Regions from separate parts of the Macaca fascicularis genome. Here region 2 is linked to region 1. Evidence: chromatin contacts called from public Hi-C data. All regions are on one chromosome and are shown on one strand. The core of a region is the stretch at or near the end of the contact, and the rest is flanking DNA. Distances in the headings are between cores, read along the strand shown.

What was found. Hi-C and Micro-C count contacts between places; a contact is called where the count stands out from the background.
Region 2: a Hi-C map of skeletal muscle shows a contact between it and region 1, with 2.8 times the contacts expected there. The contact joins the enhancer-like site here to the promoter of MGLL in region 1.

Annotation. Positions count from the first base shown.
Region 1 is chr2:155,613,562-155,621,036 of T2T-MFA8v1.1, forward strand. MGLL (monoglyceride lipase) reads left to right here and starts at 3,778. Exons shown (of 6, transcript XM_074033216.1): 1 at 3,778-3,879; 2 at 5,123-5,267. The coding sequence starts at 5,213.
Region 2 is chr2:155,742,248-155,749,722 of T2T-MFA8v1.1, forward strand. It overlaps MGLL (monoglyceride lipase), which reads left to right. Exons shown (of 6, transcript XM_074033216.1): 5 at 5,609-5,824. Among named protein-coding and RNA genes, the nearest start is that of ABTB1, 24 kb to the right of the region's middle. Within about 2 kb of position 2,729, at least 1 of the 6 cell types and tissues checked has an H3K27ac peak or open chromatin away from gene starts, as enhancers often do.

The DNA of each region.
Region 1 (7,475 bases), core at 2,528-5,027:
AAAGACCTTGTTAAAAGAATTAAAAGACAAGTTACAGACTGGAAGAAAATATTTGCAAATCACATATCTAGTATCTCATAGACTAATGTCTAGAATATACCAAGAACTCTCAAAACTCAACAGTAAAAAATCAACAAGCAAACAATTAGAAAATAGCCAAAAGGCTGCAGTGAGAGATCGTACACTGCACTCCAGACTGGGTGACAGAGTGAGACCCTGTCTCAAAAAAAAAAAAAAAGAAAAGAAAAAAAAAGAAAGAAAAGAAAAGAAAGAAGGAAAGGAAGGAAGGAAGGAAGGAAGGAAGGAAGGAAGGAAGGAAGGAAGGAAGGAAGGAAGGAAGGAAAGAAGGAAAGAAGGAAGGAAGGAAGGAAATAGCCTAAATGATGGGCATGGTGGCTCATGCCTGTAATTCCAGCACTTTGGGAGGCTGAGGCCAGGTGGATCACCTGAGCTCAGGAATTTGAGACCACCCTGGACAACATGATGAAACCCCATCTCTACTAAAATACAAAAAATTAGCCAGGTATGGTGGCCTGCACCTGTAGTCCCAGCTACTCGGGAGGCTGAGGCATGAGAATTGCTTGAGCCTGGGAGGTGGAGGTTGCAGTGAACCAAGAAGGCGCCATGGCACTTCAGCTTGGGCTACAGAGTGAGGCTAAGTCTCAGAAAAAAAAAAGGGGGGGGGGGGGGTGGGGGGGGGCAAGAAAATAGCCAAAAGACAAGAAGAGACATTTCACTGAATGGGATATATAGATGGCAAATAAGCACATGAAATAACACTAGCCATTAGGCAAAAGCAAATTAAAGACCATAGTGAAATATCATCACTACACACTTAACAGAAAGATTAAAATTTTTAAAATGGTGACAACACTACATGCTGACGTGAATGCTGAGAGACTGGATCTCTCCTACACTGCTGGTGGGAATGTAAAATACTACAGTCACTCTGGAAAACATTTTGGCATTCTCTTTAAAAACTCACAATTTCCATACAGCTCAGCAATTGCACTCCTGGGCCCTCATCTCAGAGAAATGAAGACTTAGGTTCACACAAAAACCTGAACATGGAGGTTTACAGTAGCTTTATTCTTAATCATCAAAAACTGGAAACAACGCAGATATCCTTCAGCAGATGACTTGTTAGGCACACTGTGGTACTTCCATACTGTGGACTGCTACACCCAACCACCTGGAATTACGCTGAATGAAAAGGTGAATCCTAGAGGTTATGTACTTTATGATTCTATTCATAAAATATCCTTGAAATGACAAAATTTTAGAAATGGAGAACAAAATAGTGGTTGCCAGGGGTTCTAGGGAAGTGAGGATGAGAGGGAAGTGGATGTGGCTATAAAAGGGTGCCACTTTGTGGGATGGAGACGTTTTGTAGCTTGACTACAGATACTGCATCAGTGTCAGTATCCTGTTGTGATATTTACTGTGGTTTGTGAGAAGTTGCCACGGCAGGAAACTGAGTAAAGGGCACATAGCATCTCTCCGTATTATTTGTTACAACTGCATAAGAATCTACAATTATCTCAGAATAAGTTTAATTACAAGAAAAAGCCAGATACAGAACAATAGGATCTGTCTCTTAAGTCCCAAATTCCCAGTTGGCTGGCCACACACCACAGTCTCAGTTCTGTCCATAACCAAGTTTTGGGGATCTCTTCAAGTTTGCAATGTCACTTCTACTAAGATCCCTCTGACAACTTCAGTTAAGGCTCTCCTCAAAACCTTTTTTTTTTGAGACAGAGCCTTGCTTTTTCACTCAGGCTGGAGTGTAATCACCGCAACCTCCGCCTCCTGGGTTCAAGTGGCTCTCCTGCCTCAGCCTCCTGAGTAGCTGAGATTACAGGTGCCTGCTATCACACCCAACTAATTTTTGTATTTTTAGTAGAGATGGGGTTTCACCATGTTGGTCAGGCTGATCTCGAACTCCTGACCTCAGGTGATCCACCCGCCTGGCCTCCCAAAGTGCTGGGATTACAGGCATGAGCCACTGAGCCCGGCCTCTCCTCCAAATTTTCAAGCTGTGTATTTTAAATCATGAAATGTTAGAGCCAGGGACATGTGAAATAATGGCTTGATAAAAGCATCCATCAGACCCCCAACCACCCTTCCTTTCAATGAATTATAACCCACGGAAATCCAGTGCACTTAGCGTGTCCAGCTTTGAGTGAAGCCCCCAAGCTTCCTGCCCCTGAGACTGCTGCCCCTCAACCTCTCTTGCATGGATTCTGTAGAGCTGCCCGGACCAGAAGTCACTTGGCCACTCCTCTGCTCCAGGCGTGGTGGCCTGCCAGAGGCCAGACAGTGGGTGAGTCACGCTCAGCAGTGCCTACAACTCAAGCCACTGCTCAAACGCTGTTGTTTTATTTCTCGAGTTAGACCACAGGCTCTACAACAACCTGGGCCTCATTGGACACACACAGTGTGACGCCGAGACACAGTTCTCAATGCTGCTATGGTGTAGAATTTTTTGCAGAGGAGGAAAGACAGGAAGGCCTCTTGAGGTCAGTGTGAGTCAGGGACACTTCACTGGGGCATAGGTATATCACTCACAGGTTGAAGGTGGTAGACTGAGGCTCAAAGAGCAAGCGGAAGAGCTAATGTTCAACCCAAGTGGTCTGGAGTCTCAGTCCAGTGGCCGTATCCTCCACGGCCACGTTGCTAGTTATACTGGACAGAGCTCAGACTGTGCCCTGGCCTGCGTAGATGCACCAGAGGTTTTATCTGGGGGTCACAGCCACTGGGCATGGGAGGGTTGCTGGGGATTGCCGGGAAGGGACAAGGCATTTGTAGGCATACACCATCTGCTTTTACACTACCAAGAGTCACGTGGACCCCCTCCAGCATTTTTTTTCCCCCGAGATGGAGTCTCACTCTGTCACCCAGGCTGGAGTGCAATGGCGTGGTCTCCGCTCACTGCAACCTCCGCCTCCCGGTTTCAAGCGATTCTCCTGAGTAGCTGGGACTACAGGCGCGTGCCACCACGCCCGACTAATTCCCCCTCCAGTACTGTATGTGTCTGACTGCATGAGGTGTGAGTGTGTCTGTGTATGACTGCGTGTGTATGATGTGTGTGTATCATTGCAGGTGTATGATGTGAGTGTGTCTGTGTATATGTGTGGGCCAGGTGTGTAGTCTGCAGATGTCTGTGCACGTCTGTGTCTCTGTGGGTTGTCTGTGCCTATGTCTCTGCATTACTTTCTATGTGAATCTAAGTGAGTTTGTGTGTCTCTGTGGATGTCAGGTGTCTTTGTGTCGCTGGGGCTGTGTGTGTGCATGCATGTGTGGTCTGTGTGTGTCTGTATGCATGTAGGATCTCTGGGATGTGTGTCGGTATGTCCATGCAGTGTAGTGACTTTGGGAGTGCACATGTGTGCACGTGTGGTATGTGTGCGGCCCTGCGCGCGTTGTCTGTGTACGTGCGGTGCCTGTGGGTATGTGTGCGCGCGTGTGCCCGGGGATGTGGTGTGTCCTCCTGCGCTGAGGCTCCGATGAACCCAGCTCAGTTCAGACCTCCCTGATAGTCCCCGGGCGGCCACCCCGGGGCGCGGCTGTCCACGAGGCGGGGAGGAGAGGAGTGCGTGGCTGGGTCGGCGGGCGGCGCCCCCGCTCCTCCCCGCGGGCCGGGCACACGTGGGCCCCGGGCGCCGCCTCCCCGCGCCGCCCGCCGCCCGCCGGGTCCCGCGCGTCCCCACCCACCTCGGGCCGCCCCCGCCGCCGAGCCGGCCCGGGGATAAAGTGGCGGCGCAGACGCCGCACCCTGTCGCCGCGAAGCCGGTCGCGCGCAGCTCGTCCCGGCCCTAGCCCGCCGCAAACGAAGATCCGCGGCGCTCGGGGAACGCGACAGCGGCGCTCGTGGCCCCGGTAACTGCCTCCCGGCCCCCGCCCCAGCCCGCCAGTGCCGCCGTCAGGGGTGGGGAGCAGCATCGGGGTCCCGGAAACACCCGGCGTGAGCTCCCGCTACCCATGTGTGCGTGTGTGTGTTCACGGTGTGTGTGCGCGCGTGTCCTTGTGTGCGCGCGTGTGTGTGCGCGCGCGCCCTCCCTGCTCCCTCGCACCAGCCCCCAAACCAACTTGTCCCCATCAACTCCATCTTTCTAGTCCCCACCTTCCCCGGTGCAGACACCGGCGAAGCGCCCCCCGGTTTTCCCAGGGGCATTTCCGATGACAGCTGCGGGGCTACATGTCCTGTACTGTCGGAGACGCGCAGGAAGCAAAGTTTGTGAGAAACCTTGGGGGCGACTTTGCCTCGGGCACCCGCATTTGTGCGTCTGCGAGGTGCCTCGGTGTGCGCCGAGCTAGTTTCCCAGTTTCCCGGGCCCCTCCCTGCTCCGAGCCCCTCCAGCGATTTGTTTAGGAAAAGTGATGACATGAACTAGTAGTGGAGATTCGCAGCGCCGCTCCCCGCCCTGGGGAGGGAGGGGAGCCCCGGAGAGCCTGCCAGTGGGAGCTGGAAGCAGGCTCCCGGCTGAGCGCCCCAGCACGAAAGGCAGGGTCTGGGTGCGGGAAGAGGGCTCGGGAGCTGCCTTCATGCTGCCTTGGGGCCGCCTAGATGAGGGAACAGCCGGGTTTGCCTGGTTCTGATTCTCCAGGCTGTCGTGGTTGTGGAATGCAAACGCCAGCACATAATGGAAACAGGTTTGTCATGTATCCTTGGAATTTCAGATGGGAGGAATAATCTGAGTATCATCCACCTCATTACTGTGCCCACTTGAAACTGTTCCTTGGAGATTTTAAGATAGATGGGTCTTCTTGCAGCTGGGTCTTTGTACCCATAGAGCCGACTGTAATTTCCACTTGATTACAGCTAAAATAGTCTTTAAGATGAAGTTTCCTGAAATGATTTAAAATAAACACAGATGGGAAGGGGGAAAAGCTGTAATGAGGCACTTAAAAAATAAAGTGAGCATTTTCTTAAGAACAAATGGGATTTTTCAGTCTTGGAGAGGTTTGCAAGAAATATATGTATTTTTTAAACCTTTGAAACGGAGGGGTTTTTAAAACTGCTTTTAAAAAAATGTTACTGACTCTGAACTAGGCTTTTCTCTCCTATCCATACATGTTCTTGAGATATTTCTGACTTTGGAATATGTCACTTTCCTTCTAGGATCTGAAGACCCTTCCAGAATGCCAGAGGAAAGTTCCCCCAGGCGGACCCCGCAGAGCATTCCCTACCAGGATCTCCCTCACTTGGTCAATGCAGATGGACAGTACCTCTTCTGCAGGTACTGGAAACCCACAGGCACACCCAAGTAAGTCTTCCTTAAAGAGTCACCCCAGGTGACAGGGGAGCTTGACCCCTGCTTCTCCTCTGGTCGTTATCATGTGCCATCTGGGGCGGGGCCGCTTTCTCTATGACCTACTTCCCCTGCTATTTTAACGTTAGGCTGAGCAATGTTAACAAAGCTAAAATGTATACTTTATAATTTTTAAATTAAGAAGCAGGAATTCTTTTTCCATTATAACAACTCAGATATGGATCCTACCGTATGGCAATTTTCAAAAATTCCACATGACTTTATTTTTTGTACTGGAGTTGATTTCCTGTTGTACAGGCATTCATTTAAAATCAAACCCAACAATTAAAGAAAATCCCCTAGGTGGATGAGAAACCCGAAGTAATACATATATCTTCACCTTTGCTCTCTTTTCCTGCTTGTTTCTGAGCTTCAGAAGATGGCATACATGTGTCACCAGGAAGACAGGGGCCTGGGTATTTCCTTCCGATTCCTTGCCTGCTCAATTACTTTGTACATTTTCCATCAAGGATTTGTCTTGCTATTAGAAGCAGGCATTGGGACTACACGCAAGACAGTTGGTCTCCTGCTGCTGCTCCCTCCTCTTGGATGAAGCAGGAAAACCCTGCTTGTGTGTGTTATTTGGAAAAAGAATTTATTTGTGGTAACCAGTTGGCCTGGTGACAAGTGAACATTTCCTGTTCCAGGGACATTTTACCTGTTTTGTAGGCCTCTTGTCTCCTAGGGATCATTGTGTGGTTGGATCATGTCTCTCTTTGTGCTCCAGTAATCACCCAACCCTCACACAGGTGTAAAATTTCTTCTTTGTCTTCATCAAGGTATGATTCAGGGAGCCTCACATCAAAAACACAGAGATACGGACTTTTAAAACCCGAGGTAGAGTCACAGCTTCAGGGCAGCTATACATACTGACTATGGTTTCTCTCTAGTGTTTTGAAGTGTGTAATGTGCTGAGAAGGGTTCCTACCAGTTCTGGTAATACATTTCTTAAAGAATGTGTCTGTACGTGCATATGCATTAGAGGAAGTGTGGGGGGTTGTCGAGCATTATGATGCTAATTAATCATTAATTCTCCACTCTGTCTTAACTGGCTGTAGAATTGCTCAATCTTGGATTAATTTCTAACAGATTAGTGGTTTGTGGTAATTTGATCAATATACAGAAAGAGGACAAATAATTGAAAATAGAAGTTTTTAATCTGAGTCTCAGACTTGGGGGGCTTTGTTGGTTAAGTAGTGAGGTTGTCCTAGTTCGAAGTCAACAAAAATAAAGAGGTTCTGCAGTCCTGGCACAGGGGGAGGGCGGTGGGTGAGTGTGTTCGAAATGGTCAAGTTGGCTGCCCTGCCCTCTCCTCGCCTGCGAGTGGTTTTCACAATCTCTGTGCTGAAGTTGCATTGCAGGGAGCTCTCTCTGCTCCGTTGCTTTTGCTCTAGTTAGAAATGATAACTCAACTTCTGAATTTAAACTGGGCTGCCTCTTGGATGTCAGCGTCCGCCTTATGGTGGTTGCTGATGGGCTTAAGAACAGGGGTGGATGGCTGGGGCAGTTCAGCCCCAGAATTTGGAAGAAAAGTATGGGTCTAGAAAAGGTAAAGGGAAAAAAATATTGAGGGCAGGAGTACTGAAATAGAAAGAGCAACAGAACCATGAGCATGTGCGGCTCAATGAACACTTTCTGTTGTGTTTTCCTCAGTTTACCAAAGAGGAAGGGGCTGGCTAAGGTCCTACCTGCCCTGCCTCCAGCCCCTGGAGATGATGCAGAGGTCCTGGAGGCCCCTTGTCATGACTCATGTTAACCCTGTGCTTGCTGGATCTTGGGGCAGCCTTGGGGATCCTAGCGTGGGGGCTCAGGGCAGACGTTTGTGCCAGCCAGCATGAAACACCTCTGTATCTTCATAACCGAGAGCAGCTGCTCAGCATGCCTGCCCTCTTGCATGATCTGGGAGACCCCCGCAGCATCATTATAATAAGTATTATTATTATTGCATGCACAGAATCATTCATTCTGCTTTTAGGAAGAGGGAGGAGACCTCAAGTCACCAGGGCTTCAATCTTTCCCCCCAGTCTCTTTACCCCTCTTCAGCAAAACCAGGACCTGGCTTTGTGCAATCCTGCCTCTTCCCAGTTAGGAAGAAAGAAGGGAGGAAAAGCAAGGGGCAAAAAAAGAGGAGACTGAACCCTCCCCCACTACTCTAGCAACTGT
Region 2 (7,475 bases), core at 1,479-3,978, 130 kb after region 1:
GGTTTTCCATGTGTGCACGCAGAAAAGTCGTTCACTGAATGAAATGACAAGGGCCTCTGCTTTCGAGGGTCCCAAGTCTCATTCCCATTGTGGACACTCGCTTGGCCAGGAGGCGGCCAGCAGTTCTCAGCTGCCATGAGTGAGGTCTCTCAGTACCCAAAGGTGCTACTTCTTGGGCTAGATTAGGGAATGGTTTGCCTCTTCATCCATTGCACCAGAGTTTACCAAGGGCTTTCCCTGTGCCAGCCACTGTGCAGGACATGCAGAGGGCAGGACAGAGCCCTGACCTCAAGTGGGGCAGACATGTGGGAAGAGATGCGCTGATTGCAGACCAGGCCGAGTGCGGCATGGGAGAAGGGCTTTGGGGCAGCAGAGTCTGTGGGGGTCTGGGAAGGCTGAGCTGAGGCCTGAAAGTGGAGTAGACAGTGTTAATTAAGCTAAGAGCAAGGGGCTGAAAAGCCGTTTGTGATGGGAGACAGAAGCCATCACAAGAGGATTCTCTCTCATCCAGCTCTTTCCACCACAAATTATGTCTCCGGTCATTCAAGACAAAGGTGGGAAATGAGGCATCGTCTCTACAAAGACCTGCCAGTTCCTGTTAGGGTTCCTGCAGGTTTCTAAATTTCACAGAGATCACTCAGGTAGAGTTGTCGTGCACTCTTTCTCTATTATGCCAGAGAAGGCTATCTGAGTTCCCTGTATTGGAAAGGGATGGATTAAGAGAGATCTAAACAATGGAGGAAGAAGGTGGGAATTCTGGGATGGGCTCTAAAGCCCAGATGGAAGGGTGAGGCTTCCATAGGAAAAGGGAGGAGATTGCAGGGAAGGAGAGGCAGGAAGAGCCAGCTGTGGACAGATCTACAGGGATGAAGCCTGCTGGGTTGTCTTTCTCTGTGATTAGAGGTTCATCCAGGGGGACACATGCCTGTCTGTGCCCAGAAGGGCTCCCCTATCCCCTCTGGCTGGCTGTGAAGGGCGGTGGTAACCCCTGGGCCCCACCAGATCACTTCACCATCTCTCAGGCCCATCTGCTTATGGTCCTCATCAGGGACCATTCTTGCCTTTTCTGAGAGCACTAGTATCCCTGCCACCTGCACAGCTCCTGGCTGTCTATACCCCAGCACTGACCTTCACCTTCTCCTCTCGAGACAGGCAGCAGAGCATGGTAAGTGGCTAAGAATGCTGATGGCAGTGGCAGAGTGCCTAGTTTCTTACCTTGGCTCTGCCTCTTACTTGCTGTGTAACCTTGGGTGAGTCACCTAACCTCTCTGAGCTTGTCTCCTCATATGTAAAAAGGTAATAATAATAGTTCCTACATCACAGGGTTCCTGTGAAGATTAAATGAGCAAGTACGAGTGAAGCACTTACTACAGCACCTAGTAAAGAGTCAAGGGCTCCACGCATGAGTTATTTTTCATAGTATTCTAATTAAACTGCAATATTGCATTTCATCATGGAATGGTTTAAAAAAAAAAGGGTCAAGAGATTTGACTGCAGGGGTTGTGTCTCGATTTTGCTCAACCATAAGTGTAAGAAAACTCCCAGCTGAGGATTGCAGCTGTATTTACTGCACTTTAGTGCAAAGTTTCTTCCCACAGTGAGACGGTGCTGGAAATTCAGAAGTCCCAGCTGGTGTATTCCTGGCTGTCAAGCTCAACAGGAGGCCAGCTTGTGAAACTTAACACCCAAGAGGAGCCTTTGGGGTCCCCTGATGGGGAAACTGAGGCCCAGGAAGGAGTAGAGCCTTACCATACTCCAACCCCACCCCGGGGGAAAAAAGACTTCAGCTCTCAGCCAGTGGGGGCTCCCCAGGAAATCAGTTCTCTAGAGCCACGGTGGAGTGGTCACTTGGACCTGGGTCCCCAGCTTGGGCTCCTGCTTCCAGCTGCCATGTCCCCAGCAGACCCTGGTCTCAGCTGGTGGGAGCCATGGTGAGCTAAACATGGGCCTTTGCTATTAGTTTTTAGTTAAACTTTTCATTTAAGATCACTGTAACTCACAAGCAGCTGTAAGAAATAATACAGAGTGATTCCATGCATCCATTACCCAGTTTCCCCCAGCAGTGACATTTTGCAAAATGACAGGACAGTATCACAACCAGGATACTGACCTTGACACAGTCAAGTCACAGATGGCTCCATCCCCACAAGGACCCCTCATGTTGCCATTTTGCAGCCGCATCCACTCCCCACTCGCCCCACACCCTCCTCGGCCCTTTGAGCTGTGAGTCTGGTCTCTGTTTCTCTAGTTTTGTCACATGAAGAACATTACATCAGTGGAATCATGCAGTGTGGAATCTTTGGGGACTGACTCTTTGGTCCATATTGAATGAATGGGCTCATGTTCTGGGCTTGGGCCTGGTTTGGGAGGAAGGGGCCTGGCTATCTCCTTCCTGGGAGCCACAAGACACATTCCTAGGACTTTTGGTGGATTGAGATCTTAAGCTGTCAAAAAATCAAGGCCATTGTGATTGGGCCAGAACTGCCACTTGAGGGGAGGGTTTGGCCCCTCTGTGCCTCAATCTCCCCATGTGGTACAGCCCTCCCCCGCCTCCTGGTCCCAGTTTCCCTCTGCCCCTCACCCCCAGTCCGGGCTGTGGTTCACATGAGGGGCCTACCCTTTCCCTGACACATCTGGTGGCTGGGCCCCAGGCCCAGAATAGGCCATTGTGTAAACAGGGCCTACGTGATCAAGACATGGAAAATGAAGCCAAGAGCAGGAAGCCGCTTGGCCATCAGTGCAATTAAACTCAGAAGCAGAGTCCCCAAGGGCCTGCTGTGCCCAGGACGCTCGGGGTCAGCAGGGTAAAGCAGCAGGCCTGCTGCAGGAAGAAGGCGGTTGTAAGACTGCTGGCAGCAGGGTCGAGGGTGTGGCCCCCACCCCACAGATCCCACAGAAGCCCTGGAGACAGCATGGGATGGGGTGGTGGCCCAGCCCAGGGCATGGCCAGCCTGCTGGAACCCATACCCCCAACAACAGCAGCTTAACCAAGAGACGGTGTGACTTCTCGGCATCAGGACACCCATCTTGTTGCTCTGGCTTCCAGGGGCGAACCTTGTCCACATGGCCCTGACTCTTTCTATGGGGCAAGGAGAAAATAAGACCTAGACCCAGAGTGTGCACACAGCCCCTGCCTGCCTACTTTCTATTGGCCAGAACTTGGTCATGTGACCACAAGTCACATTGCTAGCTACAAGGGAGACTGGGAAATATAGTCTTTATTCTGAGCAGTTGTATACCCAAAGAAACATCAAGGTTCTGTAGGGGAGAACAAGAATTGGGGCAACTAACAGCAGGCAGGTTGACAAGCCTCTCTGTGCCTTAGTTTCCTCCTCTGTGTAATGGAGAGAATGAGAGCAATTCCTTATACAGGGGAGTTATGGAGGCCCAGTGAGTTACTGCACGCAAAAACACTTAGTGCTGGGCAGACAGACAGAGCTCAGATGTAGCTATTATTACTTTTATTACTCAGTGAGACCCTGCATGTCACAGCCCAGCACAAGCTGGTAGATGGCGCTGCTGTTGGGGACTCCACTGACCCCAAGCCCCGGGCTCTTTTGCAGGCCCTACAGCCCTCCTTCCCTCATGGCTCCTGGCTGACCCTGGGGAAGCACCCCCTGTGGTTGGGCCTGGCCATGGGCCCCCATGAACTGCCCTGCCAGTCCCGTGTCCTCTCAGGCTCCAAGCAGATGGCCTGGCCCAGCAGGACTCATGCCAGCTCAGCTGCAGGAAGTGGCTAATCTGTCTCGTGTGGCTTTACACAAATGGTCTGGTTTTTGGTGCTCAGTCCCCAGCATGGGAAGGAATCCAGGGATGGCAGGGGTGACTGCAGGACAGCCTCTCCCACTTGGTGTGGTCCGGAATTCTGGCCAAGGCCTTGTAGGGGTGGTAATGGAAGGGGTGTAGCCCAGTTCTTGGAAATGCTGAGTCCTGACACAGTGGGCACCCTGGTTGCCCGGGGAGCAGCTGGCAGCGTGTTCCTTCCTCGTCCCCACATGCTCTCTGACCCTCACCCAGTCCTCACCACGTGAACCCTCCCCAACCCACCAAGAACCCACTGGCAAGGATGATGAACGTGAGTGAAGAAGCATCATGGGGCCGGGCTCAGTGGCTCATGCCTATAATCCCAGCACTTTGGGAGGCTGAGGCGGGTGGATCACCTGAGGTCAGGAGTTTGAGACCAGCCTGGCCAACATGGCAAAACCCTGTCTCTACTAAAAATACAAAAATTTGCCGGGTGTGGTGACCACCACCTATAATCCCAACTACCTCGAAGGCTGAGGTAGCAGAATCACTTGAACCCTGGAGGCGGAGGTTGCAGTGAGCCGAGATTGTAGCACTGCACTCCAGCCTGGGTGACAGAGCGAGACTCCTTCTCAAGAGAAAAAAAAAAAAAAAGCATCGGGGCTCACTCCTGCCCCCTATGGGCCTGAGAGAGACCTAGAAACTTATCCCCTGATCCTGTGGGGCAGATGCTAGAGATCAGGGCAGTGGAGCCTGAGCTGTTCCTGCCGAGGCGGGAAGACTGAAGCCAGAAACCCAGACAGGCCAAGGAGAGCAAGGACAGGGGAGAGAGCAGCCCCTTGAAAGGCAAGATCCACAGGCTGGTGGTTGAGGAGGGAGGACTCACGTCCTGTAGAGGGGCAGAGATGGCCTTGGGCACAGCCAGGGCCCAGGCCTCCCTGTCAGAGCCTCTGACCATCCTGTGTAGCCTTAAGGTTCACAGAGACTGAGCCCACCACAGCCAGACCTGCCCTTGGGTGTCCCTCACCCCAAAGCCCGTCATCAGTGCCTGGCTGAAGCCCCTCCGGGAGCTCCTAGCACAGGCCCTCGCTTTCCAGCACAGACCCCAGTAAACTGTTCCTGCAGTTTACTGTTTGCCCCTCATCCACTCCACCAGGTGGACACCACATCAGTGGAGACAGAGAACAAAAATCAAATGCTAAAACAGCTGCAGAGCTACTTTTTAATAAAATAATTGATGTGAACAATATGTTGTTGCTTATATTTTTAAAAATACAAATTAATACTTGAAATTTTATTTTCTTTTCTTGACCGAGTCTTGCTCTGTCACCCAGGCTGGAGTGCAGTGGCACCATCTCAGCTCACTGCAAAGTCCGCCTTCCAGGTTCAAGGGATTCTCCCACCTCAGCCTCCCAAGTAGCTGGGATAACAGGAGCCCGCCACCATGCCCAGCTAATTTTTGTATTTTTACAAAAATACAAAAAAAAAAAACCTGTAGAGACATGGTTTTGCCATGTTGGTCAGGCTACTCTGGAACTCCTGACCTCAGGTGATCTGCTCGCCTCAGTTTCCCAAAGTGCTGGGATTACAGGTGTGAGCCACCACACCCGGCCAATACTTGACATTTTCTACAGGCACCCGTGTGTATGTGAAACCCTCAAGCCTGAAAGGAGACGCACGGCTAGTGGTGCAGATGAAGTCTGTGGGTGAACACAGCTGGCCCTCAGAGCCACACCCAAGCCCAGCTGACCTGAATGGAATCAACCCTTCAGGCCAGAGCAGAAGGAAATCTACCAGGAAATAGGTCTGGCTTAAGGAAGTGAGCCCTGCCCATGCTGATGGAGCCCTCTCCTTCTTTCTCCAGGTCGACATTTATAACTCAGACCCCTTGATCTGCCGGGCAGGGCTGAAGGTGTGCTTTGGCATCCAGCTGCTGAATGCCGTCTCACGGGTGGAGCGCGCCCTCCCCAAGCTGACGGTGCCCTTCCTGCTGCTCCAGGGCTCTGCCGATCGCCTGTGTGACAGCAAAGGGGCCTACCTGCTCATGGAGTCAGCCAAGAGCCAGGACAAGACTCTCAAGGTGAGTGGCTGCCACTTGCCCATTTCCCCCAAAGGTGGAGGGAGGGTGGTGAGGCAGCACCCCTTGGGGCACATCTGCCAAGACCCCCGAGGACCACCTCCCAGATCTCAGGATAGGGAACAGCCTGCTTGACCGAGAGATAAATAAATAAAAGGAATCCCAGGAGCCTATGAATTTCAAGAGAACACACGAGTCATTTGCTAATTGTTTTGCATGAATGAGCCTCAAAGGAAAAAAGAACAATCAAAAGATGTTGTAGGCAAGAAAAGAATCTGCAACTGGGCACTGAGCAAATAAATATCCCGAGAGAGAGGCATGTCCAAGCTCCAAGGACACGTGTAATGCCCAAGCCTCCCTCTGCACCAGCGGTGGCTGCAGTAGCCCGCGAGCCATGGCCACCAGAGGGCTCAGAGCACACAGGTGCTGGCAGGACTTGGCAGAGCCTGCTCTGTGAAGGGAGCTGTCAGAGCTATCCCTGCAGACAGGGACCCTGAGGACAGGCCCTGCGGGTTGCAATATTAGACATAAAGACTATATATCTTTTTTGGGTTTTTTTGTTTGTTTGTTTTTGTTTTTAGACAGAGTATCCCTCTGTTGCCCAGGCTGGAGTGCAGTGGCGCCATCTCGGCTCACTGCAACCTCTGCCTCCCAGGTTCAAGTGGTTCTGCTGCCTCAGCGCCCTGGGTAGCTGAGATTACAGGCACCTGCCATCATGCCAGGCTAATTTTTGTATTTTTAGTAGAGATGGGGTTTCACCATGTTGACCAGGTTGGTCTCACTCCTGACTTCAGGTGATTCTCCCGCCTCAGCCTCCCAAAGTGCTGGAATTACAGACATGAGCCACCACACCCAGCAAAATAGATTTTTTAAAAGCCACAGTGGAACACTGCATTCATCTGTGAGAGCATCACTCAGACCTCCCTTACACCAATGTGAACCCTTGCAAATCCCTGCAAAAGGAGTCCACTAAGATTAGTCATTCATTTACCCAGCTAGCCATTCATCCCTTCTTTAATTCAAGTATTTATGGGGCCCTAAGTTTCTGTCAGGCCCAGAGAACAAGACAGGCAAAGGCTCTGCTCTGCCCCCCCGGAACCTGAATCCTGAAGCAATCAACAAATAAATGAAAAGGATGATGATGGAGAGAACTCAGTGCCCCTAAGGAAACTCAGCAGAGTGTAGTGTAGGGATAGAGGGGTACAGGGGGGAAAGCAGCACTTTAGATGGGACGGCCAGGCCTGTAGTCTGCTGGTGAGAAGAGCCAGTGGAAGAACCTTCCAGACTGAGGCAAGAGAGAGATTGAGGACCTGAGGCTGGCATAGGCACGCAGCCACAAGAAGAGCAGCCAGTGAGGATGCACCAGGCAGGGAGGCTGGTAGGGGGGCAGGGGAGCCCCACCACCTGGGAAATCTAGACTTCATCTCTGGGTTAGATGAGAAGCCACCTGAACATTTCGAGCCAAGAAGTAACATGCTCTGATTTTCATGTTAAAAGCATCCCCCAGTGGCCTTGGGGAGACAGGAGCTGGGGTAAGAAGGAGGTAGGGGACAGTGACAACCAAGGCAGGGGAAGCCAGGTAGGACGGCAGAGAGTGAGATCACTGTCATGAAGGATGAACCCTGGGTTCAGGCTTGCAGTAATGAGGAGGCTG